Linked DNA regions of Zea mays: region 1 is linked to region 2. The links are chromatin contacts, called in public Hi-C maps. All regions are on one chromosome and are shown on one strand. The core of a region is the stretch at or near the end of the contact, and the rest is flanking DNA. Distances in the headings are between cores, read along the strand shown.

Region 1 (7,449 bases), core at 4,926-7,425, 190 kb before region 2:
CTGCAGCAGGGGGAGATCAGCGGCTGCTGCAGCAGGGGAGACCGGCGGCTCTCTGTCGTTCAGGAGGGGCGGCGGCTCTGCAGCAGAGGAGGGGCGCGGCTGCTGCAGAGGAGAGGCGCGCAGAGGAAGGGCGGCGGCTACTGTAGCAGAGGAGGGGCGACGGCTGCTGCAGAGGAGAGGCCGCTAGAGAGGAGGAGCGGCGGCTGCCAGAGAGCAGGGGCGGCGGCTCTGTGCAGAGGGAGACTGACGGCTTCAGGTAAGTCAGGGTTCAGGTTTAGGTTTAGATTTGTTAATGGGCCTCTGGTTGGGCCGTAAAGGGACAAGTCGGTCGACTTCTTAGCCCAAGTCGACGACTAGTCGACTTATTTTTTTCAGTCGTCGGCAAGTCGGGCGACTTATGAGAAAAGTCGAGTCAGACCTCTAAGTCGGTCTCTGGAGACCGCCTGGACGACTAGTCGCTATAGATGTCCAATAAGCACGAAGCCCGCGAGCCCGGCACGAAGCCCGTTTTTTGGGCCCGGTCCGAGCCCGGCACGGCCCGGTTATATGCGGGCCCGGGCCGGCCCGGCACGAATAAGCGGGCCGGGCTCGGGCAGGAAATTAGGCACGGTGGGCTAGCCCGGCACGGCCCGTTTAGCTCTAAGCCCGTTAAGCCCGCTTTTTTTACACTAAAACGTGCTTTTCGGCCCGCATAGCCCGCTTTTCGGCCCGCATAGCCCGCTTTTCGGCCCGCTTTTTTCGTGCTAAACGGGCCGGCCCGGCCCGTTTAGACCCGTTGCGGGCCGAGCTCGGACAAGGAATTGAGCCCGCGTGCTTAGCCGGCCCGGCCCGGTTTTTTAATCGTGCCTGGCGGGCCGGGCCCAAAACGGGCCGGGCTTCACCGGGCCCGGGCCAGACCGGGCCGCCCGGCCCGTTTGGACATCTATACTAGTCGCCGACTAGTCGACGACTTGAAAACAGAGTTGTAGGCCCATCACATTTAGACAGGAAAGTGAAGAGGCAGGATCCTCGAGGGCTGGTGGCCGATGGCGGTCCTAGGGCAGCGCCTTGGAACTACAGGCCTAGGGTCGAGCCCTGCAGTGTCTGCGGCCAAAGGCAAGCTTGTAGTCATACCCTAGAGGGCTAGCAGCTGACAACAAGCCTAGGAGCGACAACTGACGGATCTAGTGGCAGTGGACCTTAAGTGCTAAATACAAATATGGTAATTGGTGATGTGATGATTCCAAAGTTATTGCCCTTATATCCCCCAATGTGCTTATGACATGACACTCTTGAATCCTCCATACCGTATTATTTGTTGGTTCACTTAAGCGGAGAATTTCAACTACCTACTTTGCCTTATTGAGTTGCTTGTGTACAATCATCACATCCATGTGATCTACCATTAGCATAGTTGGATCTCCGAGCAATGCAGCATATTATATATTCAAGCATTTGATATTATACCATTATGATTCCATAACTATTATGTAGAACATGATAGTTACTACCAATGATAATATTTTTTGCAAAGAAAAAAACATAGTAGCTAATTGTAAAGGTGGACTTAGTTCATGTTGTTATGACCATTTGCCAAGAAAAAAGATCATACTACCAATGAAGGCATAAGTGATTAGTGGAGGACTTCACGCTCTCACCATTTGTTTTGGTCAACTTGCTCGCTGAAGTGTTCTCACAGATCTTCTGTAACAGGAAATCTATCGCCTGAAAAACAACTTCGGCTGGGCAGTTTCCATCAATCTATATTCTTGCACAATATAGCAACATAGAATTACTTTCAATCTATACTTTGGGTTGCTCTGGTGATGACTAGGAATACACAAGAACCTTATTAAGCAAATCAGAGTATGTAGGAAGAATAGCTTCAGAATTTTGCTTGTACGTATCAAGACGTGATTTAACCTGCAAAATAAAGAAGAAACTAATAGTTTAGGAAAGACATGCCAGCATTAAGGTAATATTACTACATCATAAAAAATGAGGCCTTTGTAACCACGTAAGTAGTTAAGTACAGCAAGCCAATTGGCATGGCTCGGTCCTGTTGCAAAAATATTGATTCTACAAGGAACCCTATCTTCTTATATAGTTCAAAACTGTCCTTCACAAATGCCAACAGCATTTTACGAAATACGAAGAAATCCTAGCAATTCAGATTCTCAAAGTAGTACTAGAGATGTACAAAAATCTCACAACCCGGTAGCATTGTCCAAGCAAAGCACGCCTCGATAGTGACTGTGCCTGAGCCAGCCCAGGCCAACAACCAGGGTTGTGCTTAGACCACTCCCAAGGTACACCAGGCGGCACGGCACGGCACAGCACAGCCCATTTTCTCGTCAAGCCCAACAAAGGCCTGTGTGTGTGTATTCCCATCCCCGTCGCCTCTGCCCTTGTAGCCCCGCTGAGCCTCTTGAGTCTCGCCCCCGTTCCTCATAGCCACACCACTGCCTCCTAGGCTCCTCTCCGCCCAACCTTCCCAGCACCCGCCCCCACCCCACCAAGAGCTCCTCCCGCCAAGTCGTCCTCACCCGGCTGGACATCGGTCCCGTTTGTTTCAGCTTTTTTCAGTTTCTGGCCAACAGAAGCTGAAAATCACTTTAGTCAAAACCGTCCAAAATCAACGTGAATCAGTCGAGTCGTTGCGATAATAGGAAACCGTCACTTTCTATATCCTAAACCTTATGGACTCCTTTATCTTTCTCCGCATGTAATCTCAATGATACTTAGATTCTCTCCGCAGCCAGATTCATCCCACTGCCAGATTCTCAGAAAAGCTTCTCAGAAAAAAGCTGAACCAAACAAGACAATCACCTCCTCCCCCCTCAACGTCCCACGCAGCTGCCTACTGCTGCCTACTCTAGGTCCTGGCTTGCAGGGCGTGCTATGCCCATGCATGCTAGGCCATCTTGGTACGGAAAAAAGGCCCGGTGTGTTGTGTCTGGCCCAGCAGGATTGAGCCGTGGTTTTTTGGACTTGTGTCATGCTGGACTGAGGATTGTTCCTACCATTCTGTAAGCCTAATAAAAATTGTTTGGTATATAATTGTGTTGCTTAACCTAGAAGGGTGATAGGTGCTCACTTCTGGCTCTGCTAGCTCCAAAAACCAGAAACTGTTTCTTAGGATCTTTGATCTTCGGATGACATCAAAGAGCAAACAAAACCAAAGGTTACTGAATGGACATCAACAGAACCTTCTCAAATGTGTCATCAGAACGTGTAATAAGTCGGGCAGAAATCTCCTCATTCTCCGGGGGGTAGTTTTTTAAATGGTAAATCTTGCCAGTCACAGGATCCAGCCGTCTTCCAACACATCTGTCGATTAGAACATCATCAGGAACCTGAATTCAACAAAAGAAAATTTTGAAATGGAAGGGGATAAAGGCATCTGTGGCTACACTGCCTCAAAAGAAAGTTATTTGTATTACTGTGTAACACAATGCCAGGTAAGAGCAGGAGAACAAAAAAGCATTGTACTATATTCTCGCTCAATTAAAAATATAGTATTTCCACAAAAATTGCATAATATATCACAGATGCATACATGACACTACTCTACTGGTGTTTGCTGTATTACACACAGCCATGCAATCATGCACATTGGTTCAACAGAAGTTATCTAAGTACAAAAATAATTGATGAAAAAAATATGGCCTGAAAAAGAACTGAATATATATAAGATCCCACTTTAAGTCACTGACTTATTTTGCAGCTAATGTACATATTCACCGCACAAAATCATGGACTATTAAAGATTTATAATACTTATTTGAAAAAAAAACTGAATCGGCGACATTTAAGCTCATATAAAAAATTAAAAGAAAAGGTTCGAAGATCCTTTATTTTGTGGACATCCTGATCTGTTAGAATTGCACAAACAAATTGTAGTATTCAAAAAGAATTACAGCCATTCCTAAAAACAAAAGGCATGGCTAACACTTTTGCAGTATAATCGAACACACCGGCATATCACCGTCAAACTAAATATTAGAAGCACATGTTAGTGTATATACTATATAGTACTTATCATAAATAGTTAGTTTTTGACTTACTTCTAGCACAATGAATATATTCGGTCTTATTTTCAAATTTTCAAGGTGTTGTGCTTGACTGAAGCTCCTTGGGTAACCATCAAGAAGCCACCCTCTTTCTTGTATATCCGGTTGTGACAGTCGTGATACCACCATCTACTTGAAATAGCAGGCAATCAGATAGTTCCAAGAAATTTACAAGCTAAATAGAGCGTATATATGACAAATAAACCACATACATCTGTCACAACTTGGTCCGGCACAAGCTTTCCATTGTCCATGTATTCTTTTGCTTTCTTGCCAATTTCTGTGCCAGAAGATACTTCAGCTCGCAGAAGATCACCAGTTGATATGTGAACTAAACCATACTAAATCAAAGGAAAAACAAAATAAATTGACATTAGAAGACTCTCAAACAACATAAATTTTGCTACAGCCACTCTTCTCCTAATAGTCGTTTACCCTGTTGAGGCCTGTTTAAACAAACACAAACCATTTAGTCTGAATAAATGGTTCAACAATAGATGGCTGACTATTTATGGTTCATTGTTTAAGGGAACACAGGATCTAGACCAAAACTAGAGTTTAAAACAGGGGAAACATATAAGTCCTAAAGGATAGTACATTGGTGGTGCCTAATAGGCGGGTCTTATGCAGTGCCGTGTAACCTTGAGATGACTTAACATAAAATGTGTACAATGGTAAATGGTTATAGAGCTAATAATTCCTTAATTTGTTCATAGACCAAAGGAATGTTGTGAGTTGCATGGCAACAAACAATAGTGATGCAAAGGTTGTCTCGTAGTCATAAATTTTAGCTTATGAGATAGTTGTTTCGTGAAACAGTTACCTATTTCTCTCATCTCCCTCTCTTTCCTCCAAATCATCAAAATCCCACATGAGACTGCATGAGATGACATTAAGACCGCTAATGTGCAACAATGTCCTTACATTCGAGAATATGAGTAAACTTGAAGTATTTAAACTCAACCTGTGGGGGTAAGAAGGCTCATCAAACCCAACATTAATCCCATATGAGAACGACCGCGACCCGGGGCGAACCTTAGACGAGTTTTTTAGCCCCGGACTGAAAATTCACTCCTATAGAGAGTTGAACTTTGTGCCTAAGAAGTGTCACTGACCAGCTCAGTTAGACCGTCTGCAGCAGTCTACCCATAGTTTACCCAAAAATATTGTTTTGCACTGTTCTGCACTGCATATTGCACTGTTCGCAGAGGGGAGTTTGAATATGGGTAAGCTGCTGAAGATAGTCTTAGAGACCCTTTTCCAACTTCAAATATTTAATTTGTCTAACGGACAATCTTTATCATATGAATGCAAAAAGGTTGACATTATTATGCCAATTAGAGAGTAGAAGCATGTTTATGTTAAATGACCATATGGATATTTTCAGAGGGTCTATTTCGATAATCCCAACTATTCCTTACTATCATGTAATAATGCGTAGACTCAGATATCTGCATACTGGCACGACATAAAATCCAATCACAATTTAGCATTAACATGTTTACATCGTAAAGTATGGTTCACGTAAAACCTAGATTCTGGAAGAACCGGATCCAGCATAAACAGAATGAGCATTCCGATCAACTGGCAATGAAGAAAATGTGGGCACGAATAAAAAAGGAAAACAATATGGTCTAACATTTCACCTTCTCGACGATCATGCGGCATTGCGTTCCTTTTCCCGAGGCGGGAGCTCCCGAAATCATCACCTTGAGCGAAGTCTTACCCCGCGCCGGCGGTGGTGCCTCCTCCGCGGCCTGGCACCTTAGTCCCAGACCCTAACAAAATCCACAAGCATACACAAAGCGAGGCCACCAATCAGTCAGATAAAAGACGGTCAAATGCGGCGCACGACCAGAAAATGGGATCAATGCAACACCAAACTGAAACGTAGTTACGAACTCTGGGCTTGTGTTTGAGGACAGCGAATGCGGAGACGGTGGAGATAGCCGGTGAGGAGGAAGCCGAAAGAGGCGGGTAGCAGGAAGGCGACGGTAAGCGGCAGAGGGTCGAGAAGCAGGGGCCGCGGTGAGTGCCGGGCGCGGCGAGAGGGGGCGAGGCCATGGCCGGGGAGGAGACCGACATTTTCTCGGTGACGGAGAGGAGGAGCGATGGACCTCGCGTGCGTTGTGTGGACGGAAAACACACACACGGCCACACGGGAGGATTTGAAGATCGGCGTCCCGTCACGTGTGTGGACTAGACAACAGAGTGATCCACTGACGGACCCTTCACATTTCCTACATTTTTTTCCTCTCCTATTAATGTTTTGCATGTTTAGGACCGGTTGTACACCTCATCAGTAAAAATATCTCTTTCATCGGTCAGTGGATTTCTAGCTATTTTTTATAAACTGTTCGGTACGCAGAATCCATCCGGACTAAATGCATGTTTAGTCCTTTAGCACTAGACTATTGCTAAATTATCATGTTTGGTTCCGATGACTAAATCGAACTAAAAAGTATTAATTTTTGTAAATAATAACTGTATTGTCTTATTAATTAGTGGATGTTTACTATAAAAAAAGTGGATAGGGTAAATAAAGTAAAAATTATACTTTATTACCTTTTAGTCACTCCATTTGTGACTAAAGATTTAAAGTTCAGTCACCCCATTTTAGTCGTCATGTTTGCTTCTTTAGAGACTAAAAGTGACTAAACTTTAGTCACTAAACTTTAAGGGGTGTTTGGTTTCTAGGAACTAATTTTTAGTTCCTTCATTTTATTTTAGGCCCCGTTTGATTTGAAAGACTAAAGATTAGTCCTTCAATTTTAGTCTTATTTAGTTCATAAATTGCCAAACGGTGGGACTAAAACAGAGACTAAACTGTTTTAGTCTCTGGTCCCTCAAGGGGTGAGTAAAAGGGACTAAACCATATAAATTTCACTTTTTGCCCTCTTTTTTATTTCAGTTGCACTAATAGCAGGAGAATGTTAAGAAGAGGGTGTTTGGTTAGAGAGACTAAAGATTAGTTTATAGTTTTTAGTCCCATTTAGTCCCTTTTTTGCCAAACACTAGGACTAAAATGATTTAGTCTTTAGTCCTTCGAATATGTGCTAAAAGCTACTAAAAGCCTACAATTACCTGATGTCCTTACCTTCCATCTGTAGTATTCGGTTGTGAGAGCATGTTTGTATGGACAGCTAATATTGTGAGTGTATTCCAAGAGCATTTGAGTCTTTGGACATTGTATTTAATGACTTTAGAATATGTTTAGTCCCTAGAACCAAACAAGTAGAGACTAAAGTTTAGTTCTAGGACTAAAATTTAGTCCTATGACTAATTGAAACCAAATATAGCCGAAGTATTTTAGTCTCATTTAATGTATTTTCAATAGTTTTAGTCCCTAGAATCAAATAGGGTAGGGACTAAACTTTAGTCTCCTGACTATACTTTA
Region 2 (7,140 bases), core at 2,080-4,579:
CAATGACAGCTGCAGCCATTTGCTATCATCCCCCGTGCGAAACACAGACGCATTGACAGGGACTTTCAGTATCTCTCGAGCAGTGGCATGGTTAGTAAGGGGCAGGTGTAATGTAACAGAGCAGTATTGCAATAATCTTCAGCAACTGGAGGAATCAGCGAGATAGAAGCGGGAAAAAGGGAAGAAAGAAGGATGAAAAAGATATATGCAGAGCAAGGCATGGCATAGTGAGCTCGACGATGGTAAAACAACCACGAGCTCACTCACAGTCACAGCCTGCCTGCCTGCCGACGCTGTCACTACACAAATCTCACCACCATCCGACACGCTGCAAGGTGCAACCGATCACACTCCTCCAGATCTTCAGTCCCCCTCCTCTTCCACCTTCGGCTCGATGTCCTTGAGAAGGCCGACGATCTGCTGCATGGCGGGCCTCTTGGACGGCAGCTCCGCGGTGCACAGGTAGGCGATCCTGAGCGCCTCCTCCATCTGCCGCTCCGGTCCCGTGTCGCGGATCTTGGGGTCGATGATGCTCGGCGCGAGGCTCGCCTTCACCATCGCCCTGGCCCAGCTCACCAGGCTCGCCTCCTTCTGCACCCCAGGGTACTCGTCGCCCAGCGGTTTCTTGCCCGTGACCAGCTCGAACAGCACGACGCCGAAGCTGTAGACGTCGGACTTGGCGGTCGCCGCGGCGTTCTCCGAGCCGGAGAACTCCGGCGGCGCGTAGCCCGGGGAATGGTGTAGCAGATCGGCCCTGGTTCCTGCCACCATAGACAGCCCGAAATCGGACAGCCTAGGCTCCATTGCGCAGTCGAAGTAGATGCTGCTTGCCTTCACGTCCCGGTGGACAATCTGCGGGATACAGCCATGGTGGAGGAATGCCAGCGCCCTTGCGGCACCTAGGGCGATTTTGTGCCGGAACATCCATGTCGCAGTACCTTCCGGCGTGACGATTTCAGTTGTTGCAACACCACCGGTGTTGTCCTCCCATGTGTCGCCACTCCAGTCTTCGGTTGCCTGAACTCCAAGCGGCAAGTCGTGCAGTAGGTTGTGCAGATTGCCGCTTTCCATGTACTCGTAGATGGCAATCCTCTGAACCCCTGCCACACAGTAACCAGTCAAGGGAACTAAGTTTGGATGTTTGATCCGTCCCAGCCGCTCGAGCTCCCTTGCAGCATCTTGGTCTCCGATTGCTGATCCATGGACCAACACCTTCACAGCAACTTGAATTCCACCAGGAAGGAATCCCCTGTACACTGGCCCAAACCTGCCTTCTGCCAACAAGGTGCCCCTGTCGAAGTTTGATGTCGCCGCCAAGAGGTCAGCAAATGTGAGGCTCAGCAAGGGCTTCTCAAAGATGACAACCGGCACCGAAGTTGCAACCTTCACATCAGCAACCCATGTAGTTGAATCGGTCTGGAAAGAAAATGGCCCTGATACAGCAGGCTCATCGAACGACGACACCTGCTTAACCACAGGCAGCTCATCACACCTCTTCCTCCCCCTTCGACATGCCGCTGCCAAGCAAAGCAACCCAAGAACAGAGAAGAACAAGGAGAGCACAACAGCCAGAACCAACTTCATTCCCTTATGTTTCCCTCTACTTTTCACGATACTGTCTGGATTCACAGCAATTGGGCAGTCATTCCTGGACTGAGCAAATGCAGTGGCAAACGCCTCCGCAGAGAGCTCAGATGCGCAAACAGTCAGGTTGTTGTATGAGAAGTTGAACCGATCCATGGATGTCAGCTTCTTCACCAATGCCACAGGTATCTCACCTGTGAGATTGTTCACCGACAGGTCCAGCAAGTGTAGGCCAAGAGAACTCATGTCTGGGACTACCCCACTGATATTGTTCCGTGACAAATCGAGAACCTTCAATCCAACCAATCGGGAAGAGAAATCAGCAGGAATTTGCCCATGCAGCCCAGTGCTTGAAAGGTTAACATACTCTAGCCCAGATATCCCACCCATGGACACCAGCAAATTAGCATTGGACAACTGGTTGTGTGCAAGATTCACATGCCTCAGGTTCTGGAACCGGCCGGCAATGGTGAATTCTCCTGTAAGCTCGTTTCCTGACAAGTCGAGGTACACCAACGCCGAGCCGGCATACCCACTGCTGAAATTCAGCCCAGAGAAGCCGTTGTTGCTGAGGTCTATCACCCTCAACTGCTCCTGGAACGCCCCGATGATGGAGCCGCGGAGCCTGTTGCCCGACAGATTGAGACGGGCTAGAGAGCGGAGTGGCGACAGGTCCGGCAAGCCCCCGTCGAGTGCATTGCCGGAGAGATCCATAGCCACGACGCTCACACAGCCGAAGACGATGGCGTTGGGGACCTGTCCCTGGAACTGGTTGTGGCTGGCGTTGAGCACCTGCAGGCCGACGATGGAGCCGAGCGCTTGCGGCAGCGCGCCGGTGAAGGCGTTGTGGGAGATGTCGAGCACCTTGAGGCGCGCGAAGTCGCCGATGTTGTTGGGGAGCGCACCGCGGATGGCGTTGCCGGAGAGGTTGAGCGCGCCTAACGACGCGCCGAGCTCCCACAGGTCGTTGGGCAGCGCGGTCAGGCGGTTGCCGCTGAGGTCGAGGACCTGCAGACGCGCGAGCTTGCCGATGGTGTCCTCCGGGATGGCGCCGGCCAGGTCCATCCCGGCGGCCACGAACGCCACGACCCGCCCCGCGCCGTCGCAAGACACGCCGGACCAGGAGCACACCCCGTTGGCGCCGGACGAGGACGGCGCGGCGCGGCCCAGCTTGGAGAAAAACCCAGAGACGAAGTAGGCGTCGGTGTTGGGCTCCTGCGCCGCCGCAGCAGCAGCGCAGGCGACCACGGCCACGGCCAAGAATAGGAGCGCGGCGCTGCGGCGCCGGCCGCCATGGCAGCAGACCATGGCCGGAAGGCGAAGGGGGAGGTCAAAGGGGAGATCTTGACGCTATTGCGGGACTGCGGCCCAGTCGTTTGGTACTTGGGTTGCTGGTGGCGGTGGTGTCATGGGGGACAGCTCGGAGGTGGGCAAGTGGCTGGCTGACCTCCTCAGTCTCTTCTCAACCTTGTTGGCTTCTGTGTGATGCGGCGTGCGTTTGGCACCGGCAGGTCCTGCTTGGTGTGAAAAGGGAAGCAGGAGCGAAGAAGCTTTGGATAGTGGAAAGTGACGAAGGGGAGGCCGGGGGAAAGGGGGCGAGGAGGCTAGCTGAGGAAGGAGGCCATAAATTTGGGAGAGGTGGAGGGAGTAAATGGAGGAGTAAATTCTGGCGACTCCGGATTCAGCTCAGCCTCAGCTGCCGCCCAGCACACCGTACGGAGTAGGAGATTCAGGATTTCCATTTTTTATACCGGGAAAGTTTTTGTTTTTGGTTGGATCATGGAAATACTGAAGTGCAGTACTAGCATGCGCGAGGGTGGTGATGCCGTGATGGTTTCGGAAACATGTTCGATCAAGATACAGTACCAGATTTTCAAGAGGAAACATGGCATTTAGAAATTACAATGATATTTCTTTCTCCACTTATAATTATAGGACGTTTCGACTTTTTAAAATATATTGTTTTATTATATATTTAGTTATATTATTTTTGTTTCATCAAAATAAAAGTTATATTACTTTTATTATACATTTGATATACGTTATCTTCAATTATAAAAATTAAAACATCGTATAATTTGAAATGGGGTTGTTGAGCTAGTGTCTAGCAGACGGTCTGGTCTAGAGAGCGAACGGTCTACGGTCCTGACTATTCATTGTAGCGGCACAGACCGTTCGCGCGTATATAGAATCAGTTAGGATTTCGGATTTCTTACAAGATTTTGGTAGCTAAATCTGTGGGATTAACTCGATAACCGACATGTAACGGATCCAGACCTCTACCCTTTATATAGATGAAAAGATACAGACGATTGAAGCTCCCACAATCCATTCAATCGACTCTACTTTTTGTTTTTACCTTTTGCATTAAGAGTAGCCCTAATTTAGTCTTCTCTACCTCGAATCTTCACCTCTCTTCAGCTCTACGTCGACTAGAGGCATCTTGGATGGCCCGCCAACGCCAAAGACACACCCTAGGATCTCTCGGGGTTCCTTCCGGGAGGCGAAATCTAGGTTTGTTGCAAAGAAGACGACTCTCTGCGCCATCATAGACCATCCGAGCCTCAGGCTCGGACTGTCCGGACATACGCAGACAAGGAGCCGCTCTTGTGCCTAGGTCGCGGACCGTCTGACCCTGTGTCGCGGACCATCCACGCTTCCACAGAGAGCACTGCTAGATGATTTGTTCCAGTGTTTGGCACCTAGATCGGTGCCAACAAGGATACTTTTATTTTCATGTTGTAAACCCACTAACAGGCTTGTGGGGGATAGATATCCCCCGGGTCCACTAAAAGAGTAAAAGACCTCACGAAAGGCCCAAAGGCCCAATAAATCGTAAGGTCATTCTTTTGTGGGCCTGGGGAGAGACAACCAGCAAAGCAGAGCGACATGAAGCCGGATTGGTGCAAACCCGGACGGCCCACAACGTCGAGCGAGTGATCGCAACAGAGATCCGACTTTCCCGCGCTGGAGCCCCCATGCAACGGAGCCATGCGAGGATAAGTCGGCAGAATTACATGGAGATAAACTCAAGCAGTTCACTATCTTTTAGCTACTCGTTGTTATCATATCCACATGTATTACCCCACGGTCGAGTATATAAGGCCTAGGGGGCACCCCTTCAGAACGATCGACACTATTACTTAGCCGCCCACATCAACTCTCTGTATTCCTAATCCAGAGAGCTCTTTTGTAACCTTATCCACCAAGCATACTCAACAGGACGTAGGGTGTTACGCATCTCTAAGCGGCCCGAACCTGTAAACCTTGTCCACTGTCCCTCGTGCAATCGGCACGAACCATTTTGCTACAGTTGTCGACACCGTCCTACTCCTAAAAACACCTTGAGGGGCAACCCCGGGTGTGCGGTCGGACCCAAAACACCGACAGCTGGCGCGCCAGGTAGGGGGTGTGTCGACGATCCAAGCTAGCTCAATGGTCGTCACCTTCTACAGCAAGATCACCCTGCGTCCCGGATCCGTATTCTGTTTCGGAACAATCTCATCCGTAGCGGATGAAGAGGGAACTCTACACCGCATCGCGGACCCGCCGGAAAAGAAGTCTCCTCCAACGAACTCCGAAAATGCCGGAGAAACGCAACCTCCAGCTCTCCGGAAAAAGATCGTCTCCGGAAAGTCGGGGGCCGAGGGCTCGCTGACCCGGAGAACTCCACTGTCTACTTCCCCGACAAAAGAATGGACACAGATCGCGAGGAGGAAGGAGACCAAGCAGAAGCAAGTTGTTCTTTCCGTTCCTCCGCCCTCAAAGGAGAACGGAAAGAAGGTCGCCACGACAGCAGCACCATTCTACCCCGACGTCCTCTTCATCGGAAGAGTGGAGTCGCCTACCGTCTCCGACGACGAGCCGACTGCACCCGGAGAAGAACCACCTCAACGAGAATCCCGCCGACGGAGGAACCGGCGCAGGAACATTCGACGACATCACGCGGCCGGAGAACGGGATCCGAAGCAGCCTGTCTCGCGAGACGAGGTCTCGGAGATAGGAGAAACTCCAGAAGAACGCGTCTTCAGAGAACGAAGGAACTCCCGACGACGTGATCGCCGCCGGGCTCAGGAGCAAGTCGAGCAAGATGCAAGGCAACGCCGGGAGAACCCATTCTTCGGGCGCAACCTGAATCCCGACTTCGCCCGAGCTATGAACACGTCGAGCAAAGTCGGAGGGGTACTAGCTCGGATAGCTGATGGACTCCCTCGGACTCCCGACGCTGAGGGCTACCGACGACTGTTCACCCAGGCGGCCAACCATCTTATACCGCTTGCTCACCCGCCGAACGATCTACGACACGCCATCAACAGCCGCCGAGACGCGCGAAGCTCCATCAATGCTTCGCGCGAACGGCAGCATGAGAACGAGATCCGCCGCCGGGAGGAGTACGACAGGGATCATGGCATCCCAGCTCAGAGCCAGGCCACCAGAACTGAGTCGGCAACGGCCTCAACTGGCGGTACCACCCGGGGGCGGTCGAGGAACCACAACCACTACTCCCCTCCCCGGGACAGACATCATCCCCGACGACAGGAGGACACATGCGGAGTGTCTGCTCTTACTCCGCGCCTTAGGGCCATCCAATGGCCTCCCAACTTCAAGGTATCCAATGTCGACAAATATGAACCTAAGCAAGATCCAGGGGGTTGGCTAGCCGTCTACACCACCGCTGCCCGAGCTGCCGGGGCGTCCGAAGACGTGATGACCGCGTATTTACCCATTGTCCTTGGGCAAGACGCGCTGCAATGGCTGCGACATCTACCCCGACACTGCATCGACGACTGGGGCGACTTCAGTCGACGCTTCACCGCCAACTCCCAGTCCCTCTCCGACAAACCAGCGCAACCGTGGGACCTCAAATCCATCAAGCGCCAGGGGGACGAGACTCTCCAGTCGTACCTCAAAAGGTTCCAGACCATGAGAAATTGTATCCCCGAGGTCACGGAGGCGGCCGTGATCGAGGACTTCTACAGAGGATCCAACGACTCGGCTTTCGTCCGAGCCATACTACAGAAGGCGCCGACTACCTCCGAGGAGCTGTTCCGGGAAGCCGACCTCTACATCACCGCCGACGAGCGGGCCCAGGACCTCATCGGAGGAGCAAAGCCCGCACCGGCAGCACCACGACGCGACGCGAACCAACAACCCGACAAACGATGGGAGAAGAGGCCTCGCGAAGAAGTACACGCCGCCGGACCACCTGCCTCTCGCGCCCGAGGAGGACCTCGTGGAGGCGAACGCACGCTGGACGACATCCTCGACGCCCAGTGCCCGTACCACAAGGACATGCGCCACACTCTTCGTAACTGCCGGGACTTCAAGCATTCCGTCGGACACGGCCGACCCTTCCAACCTCTACCTCCTCCTCCACCGAGGGGAGGACCAGATGAACCACGACAACCCCGTCAGCAGGAGGAGGGAGGAGGAGGAGCTTTCCCACGCGTCGACAGGGAGGTCAACGTCATCTTCGGCGGACATGGGTCGCAGGAGAACAAAAGACAACAAAAGCTCAATGACCGCCAGATACTGGTGGCGACCACCGGTCCTCCC

What was found. Hi-C and Micro-C count contacts between places; a contact is called where the count stands out from the background.
Region 1: a contact with region 2 is called in a Hi-C map of ear, with 3 times the contacts expected there. The contact joins the promoter of LOC100382527 here to the promoter of LOC103653358 in region 2. A contact is called at or near these places in 3 of 25 Hi-C or Micro-C datasets (ear, leaf and tassel).

What each region holds. Positions count from the first base shown.
Region 1 is chr4:69,644,618-69,652,066 of Zm-B73-REFERENCE-NAM-5.0, reverse strand. LOC100382527 reads right to left here and starts at 6,175. Exons shown (of 20, transcript NM_001366793.1): 1 at 5,955-6,175; 2 at 5,699-5,830; 3 at 4,265-4,393; 4 at 4,047-4,181; 5 at 3,189-3,335; 6 at 1,828-1,902; 7 at 1,638-1,740. The coding sequence starts at 6,137.
Region 2 is chr4:69,449,287-69,456,426 of Zm-B73-REFERENCE-NAM-5.0, reverse strand. LOC103653358 (probable LRR receptor-like serine/threonine-protein kinase At2g24230) reads right to left here and starts at 3,329. Exons shown (of 1, transcript XM_008680285.4): 1 at 72-3,329. The coding sequence starts at 2,892. The coding sequence ends at 364.